Linked DNA regions of Mus musculus: all the other regions are linked to region 2. A link is a contact called in public Hi-C data. All regions are on one chromosome and are shown on one strand. The core of a region is the stretch at or near the end of the contact, and the rest is flanking DNA. Distances in the headings are between cores, read along the strand shown.

What was found. A called contact is a pair of places that touch in the nucleus more often than the background predicts.
Region 1: a Hi-C map of the N1E-115 cell line shows a contact between it and region 2, with 2.2 times the contacts expected there. The contact joins two enhancer-like sites. A contact is called at or near these places in 2 of 484 Hi-C or Micro-C datasets (the N1E-115 cell line and bone marrow-derived macrophages) and 5 of 115 datasets of contacts at active chromatin or transcription factors (craniofacial prominence, embryonic limb bud, extraembryonic endoderm stem cells and 2 more).
Region 3: a contact with region 2 is called in a Hi-C map of the N1E-115 cell line, with 3 times the contacts expected there. The contact joins two enhancer-like sites. A contact is called at or near these places in 1 of 39 promoter capture datasets (the 3T3-L1 cell line) and 4 of 484 Hi-C or Micro-C datasets (the N1E-115 cell line, embryonic stem cells, liver and 1 more).

The regions. Positions count from the first base shown.
Region 1 is chr19:55,763,223-55,766,864 of GRCm38.p6, forward strand. All of the region lies in intron 4 of Tcf7l2 (transcription factor 7 like 2, T cell specific, HMG box), which reads left to right. Among named protein-coding and RNA genes, the nearest start is that of Gm31734, 22 kb to the left of the region's middle. Within about 2 kb of position 2,334, at least 2 of the 459 cell types and tissues checked have an H3K27ac peak or open chromatin away from gene starts, as enhancers often do. A contact at or near this core is called in the N1E-115 cell line, where this site is marked.
Region 2 is chr19:55,591,001-55,594,608 of GRCm38.p6, forward strand. All of the region lies in intron 7 of Vti1a (vesicle transport through interaction with t-SNAREs 1A), which reads left to right. Among named protein-coding and RNA genes, the nearest start is that of Gm41871, 110 kb to the right of the region's middle. Within about 2 kb of position 2,036, at least 80 of the 459 cell types and tissues checked have an H3K27ac peak or open chromatin away from gene starts, as enhancers often do. A contact at or near this core is called in the N1E-115 cell line and liver, where this site is marked.
Region 3 is chr19:55,340,956-55,344,364 of GRCm38.p6, forward strand. All of the region lies in intron 3 of Vti1a (vesicle transport through interaction with t-SNAREs 1A), which reads left to right. Among named protein-coding and RNA genes, the nearest start is that of Vti1a, 27 kb to the left of the region's middle. Within about 2 kb of position 1,951, at least 18 of the 459 cell types and tissues checked have an H3K27ac peak or open chromatin away from gene starts, as enhancers often do. A contact at or near this core is called in the N1E-115 cell line and liver, where this site is marked.

The DNA.
Region 1 (3,642 bases), core at 1,084-3,583, 170 kb after region 2:
AAGCCTGGCTCTTTATTTGTTTCTGGTGTTCTGTTGGGACAGCTGGTATCGAGTCCTAATCAAGCAGATAAATGACTGCCATTTCTTTTTTCCCCCTTGGCTGGCTTATCATGCTGGCAGCAGAGTTATCCCAGAGGGAGGGTCCTACCCAAACCATAGCTTGGCGGTAAATTTAGTGCTTAATCAGATTGCAGAAGAAAGTTTCAAAGTAGCTGCATGCACCGTGTAACTTATTATAGAAGGAAACATTAGAATCAAAGGTGTGTGGGCTCTTTGAAGCATCCTCACAAAAACCTCGGTTTTGAAACATGTATTTAGGAAAGCATCGGCTTACACCCGTTTCCATGCAGGCAGGAAGCCGGGCTGCAACCTTCCTGCCTTTGCTATTGGATAGAAGTGGGGTGAGTGACAGGTAGGGTGAGGCTGCTTGGCCCAGTATCTGTCAGCCTCAGGACCGGTGGTATTTTGACCCAGGCGGTGGAGGAAAGTGTCTGTATTATCATCTCTGAGGAGGCGTGACAACTGAAAGTACTCCCAGAAAGGACCTGGTGCTCCTTGGGGGTCAGAGTCACCTCTGGCAGGGAATCACTTCTAGTTTAAAGAGTGTGTCCTCCTTCTGATGCGGTCATGGCCACACCCCCTCTGCTGTTGCATTTTAAAGGAACAGGAGAATAGATGGGGACCCTGAGGGTGGGGGTGTCACGGATAGCCTGGGGTTGAGCCTCAGGTGTGCCAAGCTTCCCTCTCCTGCTCTGTGAAGTGGGGTCATGGTGGCACCAAGGTGGTTTCCTGGCATTGTTGAGAGGATGAATAGGGCACGGTTTGGCATGGGCTGGGCAGTGCAGAGGTGCCCAGGAGGGTACTTGCTGAATGCTGGCTGCCATCTTTGCCACTGACACCCATGAGGTCCGTGATTGCAGGGCTGGAATACAGCTCATCCGGACATGCAGTGTCTCGTCTTTGTTTGCTGTCAGATCCGTCCCCCGCCCCCCCTCGCCGCCGCCACATGATGGATTTGATAGCCTTGGCTATCTGCGATGGCAGATTTATGAGTTCTGTTTGTTACTGTTGACGTTTGTCTTATGTCACATGAAGGCTGTGCCTCAACTCTGACATGCAGGGTCTTCCTAAGGGCTGGGGTTGTTGTGTTTTGCTCCTATTCGTATCCTTATAGTTGGAGCTGTAGTAGGCGGACAGGAGGCGTGAGGGGTTAAATACTTCATGGAATTTGTGAGAAGGTAACGCGCTAATTAGAGTGCTTGCCTAGCATGCATGGACACTGGGCTCAATCATAGCGCTGTACCAACTGCCTGTATAAACTGCAATGTAATCCCAGCACTCAGAAGATGGAGGTCATCCTTGGCTACCAAGTGAATTCAGGATCAGCCTGACCTACATAAGTTCCTGTCACAGACAGATTGGCAAACCATTTAATCAACCAAACGGACCGAACCATATCTAGCTGAGCAAAAAGGAAACAACCTGAGTGAGATATATGTGGTAATGCATATCACATATGGGGTAACACATATAACATGTGGTAATGCATATCACATATGGGGTAACACATATAACATATGGGGTAGGTCAGTGTGTTTTGGAACTGGTAATGGAGTGCTATTTCAGATTTTTAAATAATAACCCCTTTAGAACTTGGAAAGCCGATAGTAATGTGTTTCTTGACTTCTACTGAATAATTTGAGTAGGGATATTCAACCCCTCTGTCTAGTTGATGTTCTTTCCTGAGTTTTCAAGTTTGATGTTTGATTTTTGGCTGTCCTCAGTGCTAATGTGTGTGGCCTTAATGGCCGTGGGTTCCGTGGCTTGAGTGAGTACCGTGGCTAGGCTGTGTTGTGTTTGACTGGTTTTCAGAACGTGGCGGTTAACTGGTCATTTAAAAACTCTCTTAACCTTTTCTTTTATGTCTTATGTCACGTACAGGTTCTGCCTCACCTCTGTGACATGCAGGGTCTTCCTTAGGGCTGGGATGGTGTTTTACTCATATTCCTATCCTCTTGGTTGGCGCTGTAGTAGGCAGACAGGAGTTTCAAGGGTTAAGTACTTCACCGAGTATTAAGATGATAAGTACTGATGTCCGTGGGGTCATACCACTTCTTAAGGCTTTGACAGCTATCAGTCATTTGCTCAGAGGGCCTCACTACTGATGGGTGCATAAGCCACATAGCCCATTCCTTCTGCTCTTAAGCTCTGTGCCTCTCTGAGCTTTTGAGGTTGAGATGGAGCCCCAGAATAAATAAATGACCCTGGTGGAAAGCTGGACAATTTCCAAGACTTGAAGATGGATGTCTGTGGTGGTTTTCCTTCCAAGGGGCACTGGGAGACTCTTCCCACTGCCCTGCAGGGAAGACAGCCCTGTGTCAGTTGTTTCTTAGTTGATCCAGTAAGCATTGTTGATGATTGAAATTGAAGAATCGCCAGGACAATTCATCTTGAGGAGCAGAGAGCATCGGGTGTGAGCCAGGCTGCGGGGAGCAGACATTGACATACGGGCCGTCATCAAACTAATTGTTGTTTGAATTACCTGTTATGATCCGATGACAAATCTGCCTTGCTCCTGTCACTGGAGCAGAAAATGTAGCTTGAATTGGCGTGATGTTAGCAAGTGTAAACTGGACTTCAACAAGATGGATAAACCCAATTATGGGGCAGACCTGTAGAGAGAAAATCCATTTAAATCTCGTAATGTTAAGCAGAGCTGTGTTTAATTCATTTGGACCAATTTGGGAATGATGTATGAGTGTTGGTGAACATTCGTCAAAGGGGTGACCGTGGGCAAAACGTGATGTGCTGGGCTGTGGCCACTCTTGTGAGGCAGCTGCGTGTCGGCCTACACTAATGGCGGGGAAACCCAGAATGACAAAAAGATGTACTCAGGGCCCCGGGGAACGGTACTGTGTAAATGAACCAATGAGGAAAATATACGAAGCAGAAAGGGGATCTGCTTTTCCTGGATGCTACTGACAGTCCAACTCACAGAGGACTGGGAGGTTCTGACGCGCTTCTAGCCGGATACCCTCACGGGCTCTTCTGACCTTGTGAGGAGAGACCTAGGAAAGTGTTCTTCCCAGAGAGCAATGGATGAGAGAGACAGAGAGAGACAGAGAGAGAGAGACAGAGAGAGAGAGAGAGAGAGAGAGAGAGAGAGAGAAGATCATGTCAGGAGAGAGCAAGCTTATATATGTGGTGGAATATTTAATTCTCTATTGGAAAGTTAAAGGGGCATTCTGTTGTGAGAAACGTATATGATGAATGTATGAAGACATTTGAAAAGTCCTGCTTATTTAACAGCTATTTTAAATAGCTTATTTTAAACATCTATTGGATGATAGGTGCTTTACTAATTATGTAAATGAAATCATTGAACCAAGGGAGGGGCTTTCTCAGCCAGACACCTGAGCTCCTGAGGGCATAGAGTAAGGACCTTTATGGCAATTTCCATCCTGTGGTCACCCCTGGCTTGCCCGTCTTGGGTATTTGTTTAATTGTATGACTATGGATGGATTTGATTTACTTTGTATTATTTTAAAGTTTCATTGTTAAGTTTTCCTTTAATAACTGTAATAACATCGCATTTACTATGTGGGCATGCATGTGTGTGTGCTCGCTGGCACACACACCATG
Region 2 (3,608 bases), core at 786-3,285:
GACGCTAACCAAATACTCTGTCAGATACATGGTTTACAGATATACCCCCCCCCCCCACTCCTCATTTCTCTTGTCTTCATGAAAGCTTTTCTTTTAAAGATTTATTTATTTATTATATGTAAGTACACTGTCGCTGTCTTCAGACACTCCAGAAGAGGGCGTTAGATCTCGTTACGGATGGTTGTGAGCCACCATGTGGTTGCTGGGACTTGAACACTGGACCTTTGGAAGAGCAGTCGGGTGCTCTTACCCACTGAGCCATCACACCAGCCCTTTTTTTTTTTTTTTTTTTTTTAGATTTATTTAAAAGCTTTTCTTTATGGCAAAGACCAAGTTGTTTTCTCTTGGCTGCTTCTGCTTTGGTGTCCTGCGGAAGGAACTGACACTAAACCAGTGACAGAAAGAGCTCTTCTTTTGTTTTCTTTGAGGTTTAGACTTGTGGGTCCTTCTTGCTGGCCATTGATGCATTTAGAGTTCATGCTTGGATATGGTGTGAGGTAAAGGTTCATACAGATACTTGTAAAGCCACCATCGTGAAGGAAGAAAGAGAACTCTGGGTTCATGTGGCCATTGTCTAACAGGACATGGAGCAACAAGGACAGAACTGGCTGGGTCATAATCTCCCAGCAGCTCCCAGATGTCATCCTTGGCGTAAAGTGTTTTTTCCCTTTCTCAGCTGAGGCGTAACATTTGAGCATCTCCATGGAGTGTGGTCTGATCATTCATTACATGTGTGCGATGTGTAATAATGAATTCAGGGTAGTAAGCATTCCGCCTCTTCCAACATTAATCGTTTCCATGCGACGGGAGCTCAGAGCATGTGATTCTACAGCGCCCAGATGTGTTCAGGAGATTATCTAACCATCAGTGGGGCAGTATAACTAACGTCTGTCTCTTACGCCCCTGCCATCTCCTGGCCTTGGAGCAGAAGTTAGAAAGAAGAGAGAACTGACTTTATCCTCAGATGACTAAGACAAGGCCCGGTGGCATCAACCAATACTTCAGTTCTCAAAATGAGAGAGGCATAGACATAGCAAAGGCCAAGTCCTGTGGTAACCACGGTTGCCAAGCCAAGAGCCATACTGTGCCTGGGAGCCCAAGTCCATCTGAGGGCAAACACTTGCAGTGAGCAGACTTAGAAATAAGTTCCAGGCAATGGTGTCAAGTTCTTCCATTTTTCAAGTGACACAGTTGATCTGATTCATAGGAAGTACCTGGAAGTGTCGTGAGTCAATTAAATCTTATTGCCTGGAAACCATTTATAAGAGGTCATAAATTATTGAAACAACACAATTAGAAGTCCCACAAGCAAATGAGTTTCATGTGTTATGTATAGGACTCCCCTGAACCTGAGGACCCATCAAATTGATAGAGTATGTTTATGCGGATTGTGGTGCCCTTCTGTGTTCACAGGAGTGTGTTACCATGCAACAAGGCTGGCATAGCCCAGGCTAGACCAAAACAAGGAAATGAGCTTTCCACCCATGGGAATGATGCTGGCTGTGTCCCAGTCAGCCAGGACTATTCGACTGTCTTGTCCTTAACATGCACTCAGCAAATGCTGGTCATCTGGCAGGAGAGTGCGGAGGGGGTCCTACAACTGGATTTGAAGATTGCTTTTCTAATAGCACTACCTTCAATTTTATTTTTTAATATGTGTGTGTGTGTGTGTGTATGTGTGTGTGTGTGTGTGCGCACACAGGCTCTAAGGGTTGTCTTGATCTATTCCCATGTAAAACAATGGTTTTGTCTGTGGGCTACGAAGCATAGTTTAAGGTGACATAAGACAGTGTAACACTGGTCCCCTTGCCACCAGATCTATGTATGGTTTACTTAAATAAAGAACTGCCCTAGAACACAGCCATGCATGATCTCAGCCCAGAGTTCTTCCCCCAGCCCCTCAGAACTTCTCTCTGTAAAGTCATCCCCTCCGTTGCTGAGGTACCTGAAGGATATGAGGATCGAAGGAAGCCCAAGCCCCATGAGGTTAATGATCAACACCTTATTTTCACCATGTTGACTGTTTCAGCCCCGAGCTTAGGTTGTTATCAAGGCAAACCACACCAGTGCAGACAAACTGGGAACAAAAGGCTGGTCAGAACTAGTGCAAAGGCGGCAAATTTGAGCAGAGTAATTAAAACAGGATAAAGGCAGAAACAGTTACACAGAGCGCCGGTCTTTCTTGTACATGCGGCTCAATTTGTGGGTTTTAAATATCACCGGATAACTTTCCGAATCTATCCATGCCTTCTTCACTGGTGGCAAATGTGTCACGTGATCTGGGAGAATAAACAGTTCCTTGTTAATTAATTTATACAGCTGTCAGTGTGGCTCTCTCAGTCTCTGCTCTCTAAGTGTTTCCCTGCCATAGATTTTTCTTGCCATTCCTTGGCAAGCCTCCAGTGAGAGCCTGGGATTTATAAGGCAGACTTGGTGCAAAGTCTATTGATTGTGGCCCCAAGGGTAATAACTAACTAGAGCCAGAGCAACAAGTCAATAACCGCATTGTTGCCGCAGCCCGCACTCGCCGGGGGAGTGAGATTGTTTTACAGCAGCCGAGGGGAATCATGGGCAGATCAGTGTGCTCAACACGCGCTGGCTGCGCAGCGTTAGTGCCGAGGACCATTTGAAGACTTTGAGCAGGATCGCGCTGGCTGCGCAGCGTTAGTGCCGAGGACCATTTGAAGACTTTCAGCAGGATCGAGGGAGGATGGGGTGGGGTACTGGGATTACAAGCCCTGTGAACTCCTTCATTACAGCTTAAAGGTTTCAACTTTAGTTTTTAACATCTGCTGCAACCTCAGAGAGTTGAGGTTCAGGGCTGATGTGAGGGAGGGCAGGCTCTTGCGCCCAAGCACTAGATGGTCCGCTCAGCTCGCTGTGTGTCCCTGAACTCTGTGCACAGAGAGAATGCCTCCCAGCTGTTGTCTGTCTTCTGCGCCTTCCTGATGAGTGACATTGCCATAGTGAGTCAGACCCAAATGGGAACACAGAAGCCAGTTGTCCACGGGTCTCCAGTGACCCAGACTGGACGTTTTGCAAATCTCTCACAGTGTGTGTGTGTGTGTGTGTGTGTGTGTGTGTGTGTGTGTGTTTTAAAAGTATTCTGTGCAAGACTGATAATTTTTCCCACTCTTTCTTACTTTAATGAATCATATGGAAATTTATGCCAAAATATGAAACTCGAGAAGCTTTTTCAAACTTTCTTGCAGTGTGAGTCACTTTAACGGAAGGTCCGGCCGGGCACGTGTGCCTCTCCACCCGCTCTCCATCCTCCGGCAAAGCAGAGCGTGCTCACTGTTCCTAAGAACGAAATCAGTGCCAGGCCAGCAAGTGAAGAAAAGGGTGAAGGGCCTGCCACCCAGACAGCCTACACTTAGTCGCTAGGACCTATGTGATAGATTGAAAGAACCAACTGCCACAAGCTAGCTTCTTATACCACCCTCCCCTCCCACATATAAAATACATGTAACTAACATTTTTTAAGTAAGGTATAGTTTATTCAGTACTACCATCCAACATTTGATTCAAGCAGGCTACTGTGAGACGTGAGTGTCTTCTTATCAGGTTTTTTCGTTGTGGCTTCGAGGGTTGTTTGCTATTTCATC
Region 3 (3,409 bases), core at 701-3,200, 250 kb before region 2:
CACTGTAGCCCTTCAATACAGTTCTCCATGCAGTGGTTTTCGATGATATTTCATATCTGTAATTACTGTATTGAATCGTCATGTAAATATCTGTGTTTTCCATTGGTCTTAGGAGACCCCTGTGAAAGGGTCCCCAAATGTGTCTTACCACGAAAGTTGAGAAATCATTGACAGAGTAGTTAAAATTTTAAACTGAAAAATTTTAAACTATTTCTGAGTAGAATTTAGTCCACAATACTCAGGTTGGAAAGAAATAGTATCATGTGTCTTAAACAAATGCTGTTTTTAGTTTGATAACACATTAATAATTTTCCTAATTTGGAAACATACTATATTCATTTAAGTGTTTTCCTTACTTTGTTGTCATAGAGATATTTTCTAGAAAGTCTTATCATTTCCAAGAATTCTTTATCTTTAAACTGACCGCTTTTGAGTTGTTTGTTATACCCTGAGGTAGATCCTACAGAAGTATGTAGAAAGTCAGAAAGACACACTTGGGGGTGTGGGGATCATTGCTAGTATATTTCCTACCTGAAAGGGTTTCCTGTCTTCTGGCAGTGTTCAGAAACTGTCAGAAAGCAAAGCCGGGCTTTCTGACTGAAGTGAAGTGGGAAGTGGCCATAGATGGCAGTGTGGCTCACACTGATGTTAAAATACACCGTGGTGTGGCATTTTCATAGAGAAATTTCCAAGACCAAATCCATCCAAGGATATTCTCTTTGCATTAAAAGTTGACTTTTCTCCCTGAGCAGTTTATAAATATAGCATAGTCAGAAGTGTGCCCTGCATCTCAGAGCATCTTCCTGAGCACAAGGCTGCTAGAAGCTGGCTGCCTGGTGCTCTGGATGGGGTCTTTGGAAACTGGATTTGCTTTTCACACTGTCTCTGCAAAACCTCTTTCCATAGGTAACATCTCAAATTCTGAACTAAAGTGTAGCGTCCTTCTGCATCCTCCTTACCCAGCCAGCAAATCAAGACATTTTGTCTTTTCCAGTTCTGTCATGAATGGGGCCCGGCAACTGTTACAGGCAAGTGGCAAGAGGTGCCAATCATAGGTGGGAGAATTGAGGAACACAGTAGGACTCTGTGCAGGGGCCTTAGAGAAGAGGATAGCGTTCATAGAGTGAGCATGCCATAACCCCAGCCTGGGGTGCCGGTGTGTCGGTGTATGTTTGGCAGCCTGCCTGCTCTTGCTCTAGCTCATGTTTCCTGGGCCTCATGGGATCCATGCAGCTTTAAGAATTTTCTCCAAGTATGGATGGGTGTTGTCATTAGGTACAAATTTGCCTAAAGAATTTTATCAGTTCTCAAAAAAAAAAAAAAAGGTATAAAGACTCAGTCTCCCTCAGCACCACTGTCACGTGCAGATGGACAGTCAGACCTACCTGGTGGGGAAGGCTAGCTCAGCTGTTGGCTTGTACTCTGTCCTGTAAACTGGATATTGAATGCATTCCTGCCTGGGTGCCTAATGCTTTGGTAGGTCTAGGATGGTTCTCTTTCAGGGCAGAAAGAGGCATGATCGATTGATCTCTCTCTCTCTCTCTCTCTCTCTCTCTCTCACCTGTAGTAATAGACATTCTCTTGAGTTTAGCTCCTCAACCTCAGGCCTGTTGAGACTTTGAGTCGACCGTTCTTTCTGGAGGGCGGTGCTGTGCTGTGCCGTGTGCAGTGTTTACCAATACCCAAGTCTCTGCCAGCAGGCAACCTTTGCCTGCAGTTGTGACCAGCAGAAGAAGGACCGTGGATATTCCGGATGTTTCTTAGTGGGCTTTAAAGTATGAAGTCCTCCCTCTCTGTAGCATCTATCTATGACTCTCTTAGAGCCAGGCTATAGAGTTGAAAGATAACCCTTAACCAGCCTGTGTTTATTTCATACAAGCCGTGAGCCACGAGAGGCAGTGTGACACTGTGGACGGACACTGGCGTTCTGGCTGTGAATCAGCTGAGTGCTGCTGGGCACTTCACTGTCCCTCTGTGTCTTCAGCTCAGATGCAGGGCCAATCTCCATGCTCTGTAAGGGCAGCGAGCTCCATGCCTAACAGTGCCGACAGTGGAGTGCTTGGTCTTTCAAGGTTGCTGGTAGTTTTCCTGTAGCTTTGGCACTGCTCTGCATTCGTTTAGATAATTAGTATGCTTTGGAACCTTTGGCTCAACTTAATCTATTAATCTCATATTGATATGTCTCCATTTTCACAATCCCTAGACCATTATTCACCTCCTTTGTGGAGTCGTTTCTAATTCTCTTTCCTGTCATGATAGATTTTCTTAGGTCTTCATTCACCTTGATTCTTATATCTGTAACCTGTGCTAACTCACAGGCCGTTCCTGTGCCAGCCTAGATGGGTCTACCTTTCACTCACTTATGTCTTATTACTCCGAACAGTTTTGGGGTCTTCACAACAAGACTGCGCCTCCTGCTCTGTGTCTTACCGTCACTTAGTAAGCAATGAATAACCAGTGGTGCAGTGTGGGTGGTGCAGCCCGTGATTAACCAGCCAGCCAGTGACAGGTACAAACAAGGGGACGGCTAAGATTTCCAGTCAGGAGATCATATCTAGCTTGAGTTGCCCTTTGAACACGATTTCTATTAAACAGTAGTGGAACAAAACAAGACATTGTGTTACAATGGGTGTTTCCTCCCTACTGATTGCTTTTAAGTTTTTCAGACCAGGGAAATAATATGACGGTCGGAGCTGGAAAGATGATTCAGGAGTTGAGAGCACCTGTTACTCTTGGAGAGGACACAGGTTCGATTCCTAATACCCATGTGGTGGTTCACAGCCACCCACAGCTTCAGTTCCAAGGGATCCAGTGCCCTCTTCTGACCTATGTAGGTACTAAGCATTTTCACACATACGTGCAGGCAAAATATTTACAACATAAATAATACAATTAAGAAATCTAAGAAGCACTTTAAAAAGAATGAAGTTTCTGTAATGCTCCACTGAATCTAAGTTCTTAGAAAAGTCACAGGTAGGAAATAACGTGACATGTTCATTGCCAGAGAAGAGCTGAGAAATACAGCCATGTCAATGACTTTTTGACATTTTCTGAGGTCCTTGTCAACTGTATTAATACTTACAGTGACATATAATTTTCAAAGTTTTATATTAAGACCAAACCAATAAGTTAAACATGCTATATTCCTATCTGATAAAAGGGGCCACTTAGAGTCTTAAACTGTACGGACAGTTTCCTAAGCTCCTTGGTATAAGTGTACAGGTGACAACTTTGGGTATTATTTGTACACTCTTGTAGACAGCACCGACAGCATAACAGCTCTCAGTTTAACCTTTCTGTGCAGAAGACGATGTGAGTTTTGCATTGCAGGTATCTTTAAACTTCATTTCCAAGTTTAATTATTTCTTTTATTTTTAGATTAATTTATTTTTTACACTCCATATTCCAT